4 separate regions of the Mus musculus genome follow, and all the other regions are linked to region 4. A link is a contact called in public promoter capture Hi-C data. All regions are on one chromosome and are shown on one strand. Each heading gives the region's core, a stretch centred on a gene start, on an enhancer-like site or on the middle of the called end of the contact. The rest is flanking DNA. Distances are from core to core; before and after follow the strand shown.

Evidence for each region. Capture Hi-C pulls out chosen DNA fragments and counts their contacts.
Region 1: a contact with region 4 is called in a promoter capture Hi-C map of adipose tissue, with 2.5 times the contacts expected there. The contact joins the promoter of Snx6 here to the promoter of 2700097O09Rik in region 4. A contact is called at or near these places in 9 of 39 promoter capture datasets (the 3T3-L1 cell line, the C10 cell line, cranial neural crest and 5 more), 1 of 15 datasets of contacts at CTCF or cohesin (the NIH/3T3 cell line), 1 of 484 Hi-C or Micro-C datasets (bone marrow-derived macrophages), 17 of 115 datasets of contacts at active chromatin or transcription factors (the 230-238 cell line, bone marrow-derived macrophages, cardiomyocytes and 12 more) and 3 of 9 other capture datasets (adipose tissue, liver and pancreatic islet).
Region 2: a contact with region 4 is called in a promoter capture Hi-C map of adipose tissue. The contact joins the promoter of Psma6 here to the promoter of 2700097O09Rik in region 4.
Region 3: a contact with region 4 is called in a promoter capture Hi-C map of liver, with 3 times the contacts expected there. The contact joins the promoter of Nfkbia here to the promoter of 2700097O09Rik in region 4. A contact is called at or near these places in 4 of 39 promoter capture datasets (the C10 cell line, embryonic stem cells, liver and 1 more), 1 of 15 datasets of contacts at CTCF or cohesin (the NIH/3T3 cell line), 2 of 115 datasets of contacts at active chromatin or transcription factors (memory CD8 T cells and stem cell-derived neural progenitor cells) and 3 of 9 other capture datasets (adipose tissue, embryonic stem cells and liver).

The regions. Positions count from the first base shown.
Region 1 is chr12:54,794,236-54,797,145 of GRCm38.p6, reverse strand. Snx6 (sorting nexin 6) reads left to right here and starts at 1,484. Exons shown (of 14, transcript NM_026998.3): 1 at 1,484-1,498; 2 at 1,645-1,692. The coding sequence starts at 1,493.
Region 2 is chr12:55,397,303-55,400,186 of GRCm38.p6, reverse strand. Psma6 (proteasome subunit alpha 6) reads right to left here and starts at 1,362. Exons shown (of 7, transcript NM_011968.3): 1 at 1,196-1,362. The coding sequence starts at 1,271.
Region 3 is chr12:55,491,354-55,494,053 of GRCm38.p6, reverse strand. It overlaps Nfkbia (nuclear factor of kappa light polypeptide gene enhancer in B cells inhibitor, alpha), which reads left to right and starts at 1,407. Exons shown (of 6, transcript NM_010907.2): 1 at 1,407-1,754; 2 at 2,276-2,384. The coding sequence starts at 1,528. It overlaps Gm36634 (a long non-coding RNA gene), which reads right to left and starts at 759. Exons shown (of 3, transcript XR_381610.3): 1 at 1-759.
Region 4 is chr12:55,078,789-55,081,488 of GRCm38.p6, reverse strand. It overlaps 2700097O09Rik (RIKEN cDNA 2700097O09 gene), which reads left to right and starts at 1,379. Exons shown (of 8, transcript NM_028314.2): 1 at 1,379-1,508. The coding sequence starts at 1,412. Srp54a (signal recognition particle 54A) reads right to left here and starts at 993. Exons shown (of 16, transcript NM_011899.4): 1 at 753-993.

The DNA.
Region 1 (2,910 bases), core at 235-2,734, 280 kb after region 4:
CTGGGGAGGGGAAGCCTGTGAGCTGGAGACGTTTAGGGTAGGGGCAGGGTGAGAAGAGCTAAGAGGAGCTGGGCTGCCATCATGGGCCCTGTAGTAGATATTTGAGATGCTGAGAGCCTGGAGGCTGGCCAGCATGTGCACTTTGGTCATTTCAGACTTTTTGTTGATGATAAAGGGCAATGGAATCTCTCTGTAACTGCTTCTTGGCTGAAATTAGGGTGTCATTGTCAGAGCCAGGAAGGCTGAGATGCTAGTAAGGCCAGGGGTGGAGAGAAGATTCACACCAGCAGATCGTTATTTACATGTATATGTGTAGGAAGGGAGGTGGAGAAAATGAGTCAATTGCAGACACGGTGGTATTTGTTTGGATGTGAGGCATGAGGAGATGAAGGATCTGAAGAGGACAAGTCGAAACCAGGCTTGGACCTTGAGAGTGATGATGTCATTAAGTGGAGACACAATAGTCCGGGCGGTGGTGGCACACGCCTTTAATCCCAGCACTTGGGAGGCAGAGGCAGAGGCAGGCAGATTTCTGAGTCAGAAGCCAGCCTGGTCTACAGAGTGAGTTCCAGGACAGCCAGGCCTATACAGAGAAACCCTGTCTCTAAATAAATAAATAAATAAATAAATAAATAAAAGTGGAGACACAGCTTTGCTTGAGTGATCCTTTGTAGAAGTGAAGTGTGGTAAGTTAGAAATGATTATTTTTATAAAATTTATTTATTTATTGGTTTTGTGTGTGTGAAAGGACAATCTGCAGTACCATTCTACCTTGTGGGTCAGTCCTGGGGCTTGAACTCAGGCCTCTAGGCTTAGCAGCAAGTACTTTTCCTCACTGCTAAACCAACATGCTGGCCCAAGGGATTATTTTCTTGAAGCATCTGTGGATGCTCCTTTCCTGCTACTCAGCTGGACAGTTAGATCAGGTCTGGCGATTGTTTCTTAGTATACAGGCAAGGAATACTCTTGTAATGAGAACGGCTCTGTTTTTATAGTGCTCGGTCATTAGCACCCCAAACTGAGGTAGTTATTACTTCCCCAGCAGTAAAAGCTTGATTATAGCCCCTGTCTGCTTATTGTGTGAAGGCTTTTGGCTCCTGAAACTTCCACAGGCAATATGGTATTAATGGTGATTAATCATCATGTAACTCAATACAAAGACAAGAATATTTACTGTGACTTCCTGGGAGTACTGGTACAGTTTTTTAGGGGCCCTCGGGGGCAAGAGACGTGGACCGTTCTCCGGGTGGCCCTGGGGCCTTCCCAAGCCTGAGCTCGCCAGCAGTGAGCAGCGACTATCGCTCTGGGCCAACCCTCCCTCTTACCTGGAGCAAAGGACCCTGCGTCCTTTCCCCTTCAGGGACTGCTCCCCCTCCTAGAGCGGGCGGGGGGCGGGGCTGGCGCTCGGCTCCGCCCTCCGCCCCACCCGCGCGGCCGACTAGGTTCGTGGCCTTGCTTGTGCGACTGCGCGAGCCCTGGACTCGAAGCAGCCATGATGGTGGGTGTTCACGGCGGCGCCGAACTCGGGGCGCGCGGTGGGGGCGGCGGGCGCGGGGACGGCGCGGGCTGGGCGCTAATGTCTCTCTTTGTGTCTCCCCCTTTCCCTGCCTCCCCTTCGGTGTGCTGGGCCCGCCGACCCCACAGGAAGGCCTGGATGACGGCCCCGACTTCCTCTCGGAGGAAGACCGCGGAGTAAGTTGTGTCTTCTGTGGTCTCGACCCTCGGTCCCTCCCCCGCCGTGGCCCGAGAAGGGGTCCAGGCTGCGCTGCCGCCCTGGGTCGCCCTCCCGACCTCCGCGACGCGCGCCCCGCCCTTCTGCAGCCCTTCGTCCCTGGGGTCGGGCGCTTCTCGGTTCCGCTGGTCCCGTGGCCGCTTTCTCGCCCTAGGTGGGCGATCCAACCCTGTGCTGAGCTTGCTTTTCCCAGGCCCCGCTGCAGGTGGGGTGGCCGGGTTGGAACGCCCCCATCCTTGACTCTCTGGGCCACGAAACCCATTTTCAGACCTTCCCGGTGGTACCGTCAAAATCTTTCTGTGGCTTTCTGGAACCTCGTTTCTCCTTTCTCTGCTGAATGGTATGGATTTGGTCTAAATTTACTCTTTTGTAATGATTTTTTTGCAATCAGCAAATCTCAGTTTTGCCCTAAAAGATTTTTAAAGAACGGGTCGCTTTCAGTATCTTTACTTTTTCTAGTATATTCCTCAATCCCCATCCTTTTCAGGATTCTCTCGATATTGTCTCCCATCTCTAGCTCATGTTAAGGTATGACTTACAAAATAATAATTTATATAAAGATGTACAGCGTGATATTTTGATGCGTGTAGAGGTTGTGAAATAATTACCATTGTCAAGTTAATGAACACAGACCTCACTCGGGACCTTACTCAGGTACCTTCATTTTCTTTTTTGAGGAGAGCACTTGGTCTGCTCTCAGCAGAGTTTCAAGTATCCATTATTATTAGTCACTCCACTGTACATTAAGTATCCAGAACTTAAAACTGAAAGTTTGTATCCTTTGACCACTCTCCCCCCTCCCCGCTTCCTGCCCCTTGTTCAAAGGTCTCATTTCTCGCTCCCACTGCATCCCCCCAGCAGCACTCCATTTGTCTTAGTGAAAGATAGCATTGCATGTAGAGCCTTGTACAGGTGCACTGTTACTAATGTATGACTGCCACTAAGCAAAGTTTCATTGTCACCATTTTATCACTCAGCAGCTCACACTTGTCCAGAAACTTGGTTTGAAACAAGTTTCCTTGTACAAAGCAATTTTTTTCCTGCCTCCCAAGTGTGGATGTGGTGCATGCCTCCTAGCCTAGTTTTCCTTTTGTTTTCTATTTTGCGGCTACTTATCCATCCTAGAAAATGTGAGAGATGCAGGTGTTAGTGGATTCAGGATAGATGGTAACCGTGCA
Region 2 (2,884 bases), core at 113-2,612, 320 kb before region 4:
TCTAGGATTTCCAACCAAGATAGTATGACTCTCCTTGTCAAGACACTGAGATAAAAAACTTCAAAATAAAATTATCATGGACCAGATGTATGTCTCGCCCTTCTGACACTAAGTTTTCTATGGCAAGAGCTTAAAAGTCTGTCCTATAATCCTAGACCAAACCCTGCCGCGACTTCAACTTACCAAAATGTATTGTTACATGGAGTAACTGATGCTAAGTTCAGGTTTCCGTCCATTAAAGCTGTTCCTTTAGTAAAGACTAACACACCGTGCCTCAACTAGACTGAGAACCAGTTTTTAAACTATAGAAGCATTCTTACAGGTGGGGGTTAAAATCGGGGTGCCAACTTCAAGAGGAGTTCATTGCTGTTCTTTTATTTCTCAGTTGTGAACTTTGCATATACTGAACTCTTCTCTTTTTATTCGTTTGGTTTCCTGTCACTTCCTTTAAGCAGTCAGCTTCAGTAGGGACGAGTGACATTGATCTCTTTTCTAGAACCAGCAGTGTCTGGTAGGGCTTTACACACTTGTATAGAGTTGACCACAAAGCAAGTCATCTATCTATACTGCAGAGGAGGGTTGAGGGTGTGTGGTGTGTGTGCATTTAAGTTGGATGGTTAAAGAACCAACCACTCTCAGCGAAGGGAAGACTCAGGCTCCAGGTAGACTGATGCTAAACAGTGCTTCTCAACATGTGGGTCGCGACCCCCAGTACCAAAACCTTCTCACAAGGTCGCCTAAGACCATCTGAAAAAACATTACCGTTCATTGAAGTAAAAAAACAAAAAAACAAAAAAAACATAGTTTTGAAGTAGCAACGAAAACAAATTTATGGCTGAGGGTCATCACAACGCGAGGAACTGGATTTAAGGGGCGCAGCATTAGGAAGATTGAGAATCGCTGAGCTACGGGGGACTCCGAAAGGCAGAAGGCGGGCATCACAGTGCAAAGCCCTACTGCTTTGTGTCTGGCCAGTAAGGCGCTCCTGAAGAGCACTACGCTTCGGTTTCAGCCTCCAAGCCCGCTTGCAGACCGGGCTGGGAAGACGAGAGCGGGCCCGACCTCGATCCTGCTGCTTTCCTGGCTCAGGCCCTTCTCCGAGCCCCCGAACCATCCTCGGGCCGCGTCCGCTCGCTCCAGGCCGAAGCATGACAGAGCAATTCGGAGGTCCCGCAGGAGGCCCTGAGTCACTCACCTACTTGGTAGAGTCGGCCCTCGGGAGAGAAGATAGTAATGTGACGGTCAAAACCGGCGCTGGAACCCCGGGACATGGCGTTCCTGCTATTTTAAACACAGTCTGCACCCCGTAGCACACACACCAGGGACCCAAGCCCCCTCCCGGAAGTTATGGCTACTGCTTCCGGAGCACCGGCGGAGCTGCTTCCGCTCTGGTGAGGGACTGGCGGTGTTTCCGGTGGGGACGGGACGTCCCAAAGCACTGCCCCTGAGTAGGCGGGCCCTCGCGCGCCCGGCCTGCGGTCCGCGGGCTTCCGGGTGGTGGCTCTGGGTCGCAGCCGGCCGTTAGTGCGTTCTGGAGATCAGAGTGGCCAAAAGAGGAAGTTTTCAAGGTGCCTGCAGTTGTCCTTTGCCTACTTGTGACCTCTGGAGACAGTATGGTCACCGCGTTCGCAGTCAGTTTGGGCGCCTGTACTTGCTCTCCTGTCTTCCCGGAGTCTGGCTTTGTTCTTCCTAACCTTCATTTTACCAGCCACTTCTCTTCCTACGTTTTGGGGGAGAAAGGAATGCAACAGCCACCCTTAAATGTAGGGCCTGAAAGAGGGTTAGTGGAAGAAGCCACTGGAAATAACAAAAGTTTTCTTCTAGTCTGGCAAGACTTTCCTTTGGACAGCGGCCCAGAGATGGGAACTTGAGAGGTTGAGCAGTCTTAGTTGATGATGAGCAAGATCGTTGCTGGTGGCTGGATACCGGAGAGTAATTCCAAGGCGGCGAAGCAACTCCTGGAAAACTGGTGGTTTTTCAAACTGTAAAATTCTGCACATTGTGCACCCTAGGGCACAGCCCCTATTTAGTGAATATAAAAATCGAAGCATATTATTAAGCTATTCCCCCCTCCCTAAATAAAAGTTTTGTTTACAGCAATATTTATAACAATTTACTGATGTAATACTGAAATATTCAGATCTGTGGCGTTCTCTCTAAAAGCACCCATTTTAAAGCAAAACATTTGAAGAGATTCTTCATAAGGAAGTTTTAATTTCTCGAGCTAATTTTTTTCTTCCTTTAGAAAAAAATATAAGCCAGGTGTGGTGGGACACATCTTTTATCCCAGCACTTGGAAGGCAGAGACATCTCTGGGTTCAAGGCTAGCCAGATCTACAGAATGAGTTTCAGGACACAGTAAGGCTACACAGGAAAAAGAAGGCTGTCTGGGGGTGGGGGTAGGGTGTACAACATCCAAGATTGAAACACGGGTTAAGAAAATAGCCCATGTAAGCAGCCGCTCTGGAACACCCGGTACTTTCCAGCTTCAATTCCCAAGTGTGCTGATAAGAGCTGCTGTCCCTTGGTTCTAGCTCAGGTCCTTACATCAGGATTAACTCCTGACCTTTGCGTACTTTTCTCAGTCTTCCCAGCCAAGTGTACTATAACACCTACAGTTTGCCTGAACAGTCACGGAGAAGTTCTCTGTAAGACTGCTAGGGGAAGCCCTCTGTTAGTACCTTAGAATCCAGATGTCTCATATCTAGGGCTGCACTGCACTGTCCATTGAAGCTGAATTTTCCCTAGTTGCCTCCATCAGAATAAACAGACATTTCATTACCCAAAATAGGCAAAACCAGGATTCCTCATCTCTTTCCTTCCAGTTCCTGCTCTTTGTATTTAGAGCCCACACCTTGTAGCAGTCAAATCTTCAGCATTTCCT
Region 3 (2,700 bases), core at 158-2,657, 410 kb before region 4:
CTCAATTACACTTGCAGATCCAACTTGCCACTGAGAGGAAAAGGAGAATTCGCTGAGGAAGTTTTAACTTTAACCTGGCCCTTACTGTCTGGAGGCTTTTTGGTTTTTCCTGGATTTTGAATCTTTTCCCTCAGTGTCTTCACATGCATACTCAGGGGGAGGCGCTGGAATTCCAAAGAGAGGAAAGCTGACATAAGGCTCATTAAGAAAAAGATCATTCACATCTCACCAGAAATCTATGCAGAACTAGAGAGGCCTCCTGGATCTGGTCTGACAAACTCTGATCCACGTTGCTTTAATTTTCCCTAAGTAGGGGTGGGGTGGAAGTAACATTTGTACTTTTGCCGGTTAAACTAGAGGCTCACAGGCCCAAATCCCTTTCTTGGGGGAGCAGCTACCCATAATGCCGCGGTCCCTTGGGAGCAAGGAAGCTGATAGAAGCAGCAGGTTTCAGATGGGGTCTGTGTTAGGACTATCTTGAGCCTCCTGCAGGATACCTCACAGTTACTTTTTTAGCTATGTTTGAGAGGCCAGCCTTGGCTAGGGCACTAAGTCAATTGCTCTGCTAGGCATTCACAATAAGCTCCGGCTTCATTCTCTGCAACAAGTTAACTCCGACAGCAAGAACGCAACAGTTGCGGTTGCAAGGAAACTACAACTTCTACTAAGATTAACAGCTTGCATTACTTGGGGAAAAATGTGGTTCCCATACGGAGCTAGGATTTGCCCCTCCCCCGGGGGGGGGGGCAAGATTATTGACCCCTAGGAAATAATCTAGGGGTTCTCCAAGCTCTTGGTTTTTGTTGGTGGTGGTGGTGGTTTTGTTTGTTTTAATGCCAAAGTTTTTACAGCTTCATGGAGTAGGAGTGAAGGACAGCCAAATGTCCCTGCATTGCAAAGGGCCTGGAACAGACAAAACACAGCCGGCCCCGGAACCACTCATATGTCCGTCGTCGCAGAAATTTAGGAGAAGCGAATCCCTGCACCTAGCCAGCGTTTCCACTCTTGGGTTTTCAAAAAGATCAAAAACCGGAAAAGACCTGCAAACTGGCAAATCGCTAAGAGGAACAGCCTAGCAGGTCTGCGTCCTTGGAAGCTGCGCAGCTTGGGACCCCAAACCAAAATCGCCCGGTGGGAAACCCCAGGGAAAGAAGGGTTCTTGCAGAGGGCTGGGGTTACTGAGTGCAGGCTGCAGGGAAGTACCTAGAGGGAGGGGGCCTGGTCGGGAGGACTTTCCAGCCACTCAGGGCTCATCAAAAAGTTCCCTGTGCATGACCCCAGTGGCTCATCGCAGGGAGTTTCTCCGATGAACCCCGGCCCTGGGTTTAGGCTTCTCAGTGGAGGACGAGCCAGTTCTTTTTCTAGTCTGACTGGCTTGGAAATTCCCCGCGCCTGACCCCGCCCCTGAGAAATCCCCTGCCAGCGTTTATAGGGCGCCGCGGCGGCGCTGCCGAGCCCACAACAGTCAGACCTCGCCAGCCAGCCGCCAGCAGCCTGCAGCCTGCACCCGCTCAGCCCCGCACAGCCATGTTTCAGCCAGCTGGGCACGGCCAGGACTGGGCCATGGAGGGCCCGCGGGATGGCCTCAAGAAGGAGCGCTTGGTGGACGATCGCCACGACAGCGGCCTGGACTCCATGAAGGACGAGGAGTACGAGCAAATGGTGAAGGAGCTGCGGGAGATCCGCCTGCAGCCGCAGGAGGCGCCGCTGGCCGCCGAGCCCTGGAAGCAGCAGCTCACGGAGGACGGAGACTCGTAAGTGGCGCCGGGCACCGGTGGGGGTCGCGCGGGGCCTGCAGCGCGCTCGGGGTTCTGCACGGCGAGGGCGCCGGGGTTGCGGGGCGCCGGGGCTGCGGCGGGCCGCCTGTCTTCCCCCCTCCCCCTCCTCCCCTGTCCCCGGACCCGGAGTCGCCGAGCGCAGGCCGGGGGGGGCGGGGCGGCAGCGGCGGCGAGGACGCAAAGTCCCGGCCTGGCAGCGGTGGCGCGCAGCCGCCGGGCGCCGCGCGGCCGCGAGGGGAAGTACAGGGCGTTCCGGGCGGCGGAGGGCGGGCCGGTCTGGCCGGCGCCCGCCCGGAGGGGGTGGGGCACGGAAAGTCCCTGGGCGGCTGCCAGGAACACTCAGCTCATAATAACCTCGCGGAAAACACCGCGGCCGCGGCCTCCAGAAACCCCGGCCTTGCGCAATCCCCCCTCCAACCCCACCTCCAGCCCGCGCCTCCCCCCCCCCCACGCAGTGTGCTCACCACCCCTCGGGGGGTTTCCCTGTCATCCCTCAGGTTCCTGCACTTGGCAATCATCCACGAAGAGAAGCCGCTGACCATGGAAGTCATTGGTCAGGTGAAGGGAGACCTGGCCTTCCTCAACTTCCAGAACAACCTGCAGCAGGTGCGCTGCTTGCTTGCCCCGCGGGTGCCCTCTTTGACCCCTTGGTGGAGTCAGATGTAGCACGGTCGCCCCCAAAGCGTTTCTAAATTAATAGTCACTTAGTTCTTATCTGCCTTGGCCTTTTGCATTCAAATCAGCCAACGTCTTAGAACCAGAAGAAAAATCCCTTGGGTTTAGTGAGGTCTTTATGACCCACCTAGGGCCTCCTGTTTGCCTGATCTCCTAAGAGACAAATGGGAGGATCAGATTCCATAGCGGGAGGTGTCTGGGGTTCAGGAAACTCAAGACTATGGGTTTGCTCCATGGCTTATCCCTT
Region 4 (2,700 bases), core at 130-2,629:
TAAGCCTATTAGGAAATTAAGGGTAGCCTTCAAAAGCAAATGACTCAGACAAATCTCTTAAGGGGCACATTAACTGTCATCACTGTCCTGTGTCTCTTTTGGCCTAACTAGAGTCGGGCTATATTATATACTTATAGCCTTTTTCATCCTCTGTACTGCTAGAATCTTCATGTTAGGAGCACTGTCCTTCATTACTTTATCTCTTCAGCTTAAAAAGAGAAAACAAGAAAAGAAAGCCTCAAAAAAAATTGTTCAAATGCATATCTAACAACTAAGTGAAGACTGGTAACCGAAAAGCTGATTAAGAAAGTTTCAACAACAAAAAATACATTGTCACTAGCTTCGACTTATTAAAGTCCTTAGCACATCTTATCACTGTCGCGGAACTAAAAGTTCTGAACAATATGCTAACCAACATGTTAGTAAACACTAAAAGATAGGAAAATAAACCCTAGTATATGTCAAAAGGCTTTGGGGAAATAGCTTTATCTAAATTCTTGTTCGGGAATGCCTTCCATGAGCCAAGCCTACCAATGCTTACTTATTTGGCTCGGGTAAATCTGAAGACAAATTAAAAGGGTAGCAGCGCAGCGTTTGGTAAAGCTTGCAGTGGAGGGCAAGAGTAAAATAAAAGTGTCAGTGCACCTCAGCCTCGGCGATCACTGCCCGTGGCCACCCGGGAAGACTTCCGCAGAAGCGGCGCTCTAACTAGGGGTTCCCAGGGCGGAGCGAGGAAAACCCCCCACACTCACCGCAAAAGGCGCCACTAAAGCCGTGGCCCCACAGGGCCGGCGAGCCCTTAGCGAGGCCCCACGCCGCCGAAGGAAACCCAGGAACGCTGGAAGCTGAAGGACAGGGACGGAGCCCGTCGCCCAACTTCCCAGCTCCAGAAACTAGGGGCCCAGCGCCCAACACAGTGAAGCCAACTCCCACCAGCTGGAACACCGACGACTGCCACCGAACCTTCCGCCCAATGAGGAGACGTCATCACTCGGCGGAGTTCAGCCCTTCGTGAAAACACACTTCCGCTTCCGGGGCACAAAGCCCCGCGTCTACGGCTCCCCCGAAAGGATAGAAGGGGTGTTTCTTTGCTGGAGCTGACCTTTGACCTTAGTGTTCTCCCTGTACGTCACTGCCGCGGCAAGCTAGCAGCGAGACAGGACCTCCTCGGGTGCGACCTCGAGGAAAAGTCAGGACTTAGGGGAAAGCGACTACGTGAAAGAGTGCAGAACTCCGCAAGGGCGCGCGGCCTAGGGCTTCTGAAGCCGCGGGAGGCGGGGTCCCGGAGGGGCGGGGTTTGGCGTTTCGGCTCTCGGGATTGGACGATCTGAGGAGGGCGGGGTCGCAGCGCGCGTGTCTGGCTGCGCGTGCTCAGTGAGAACCTGCTCTTGGCTTGTCCGCGCACTTCGCCATGGACTTTCAGTCCGCTCGGAGAGCTGTACTTCAGTTGCTCGGAACTACGGCTCCCGCAGATGTCCCGGCACTGCTCCACTGGATGAGGACTACCCGTAAGCAGTCATGGCTAGAGCCTGGCAGTTGGCTGTTGGATTTAGTCTTTGGGTACCAGGGAGGGGCGGGGCTAGGCACCAGGTCTCTTGGTCGCTGCATACCCTACACCTAGTCATCAGACTGCATTTTAGGATTCGATACCTGAGAATCAACTTTAGGTGGTTTGTGATTCCGGTGCTGATTTTGGGCAAGCTTCTAGAACCTCTTTGTTCAATTACTCGTACAGGCCGATACTACTTGAAAAAGCTCTGTGCAAGAAAGGTTTTAGGCTGTGGAGTTATCCTCAAGGCAAATAAAATCACATATACCTAGTACATTTATCTTATACATGGTAAAATAGACCAATTAATAATCTTCCATGGTATGGGGAAGAAAAAAAACACTTCTTTTTAAACTGTTAATAGTTAATATGAAAACTCACAAATTAGAATCGAGGAAATGAGGTGATTAGATCTAGTTAATGGATGAAACTTTTCTTTAGCAAAAAAGGTAAAGCCTAGTGAACGCACTGTTTTAGTTATATACTTGTCTCTTTTTGAGAACTCTACCAATGTATGCTATTCTGAAAAACACTAATCCCCAAGGTTACTTTCATTCAGCTCCTTAAAGTGTTCTTATTTGATAAGACCTTCAGTATATTTTTAATTTTTGAGGCAAGGTCTCATCTAGTCCTGCTAGACCTCCAAGTTAACAGAGTATGACTTAGAACTCTGATCCTCCTTCGTCCATCTCACCTGCCCTGGTGCTGAAGATCAAACTCAGGCCTGTGCTCTGCCTACTGAGCTACACCCTCAACTCCAGCTTCCACTTTTAGATCTTCAACCTCTGACCTTTTAGGAAAAATATTCTTGGTGTAATTCAAGAATTGTTGAAGGTTTTGAGAGATTATTTTAAGTGAGGTACCAAACTAAAGATTGCTTGAGGCATATGATAGCTAAGTGTATCTTGGGAATGCAGGAACCCAGGCAGTACTCTGTGGTTATATACACATATAAGAATAGTGCTTCAAGATGGGAATTTACAAAATAGGGTTTTTTTGTTTGTTATTTTATGTATATGAGTACACTGTCGTTGTCTTTAGACGCACCACAAGAGGGCATCAGATCCCATTACAGAATGTTGTGAACCACTCACTATGTGTTTGCTGGGAGTTGAACTCAGGACCTCTGGAAGAGCAGTCAGTGCTCTTAA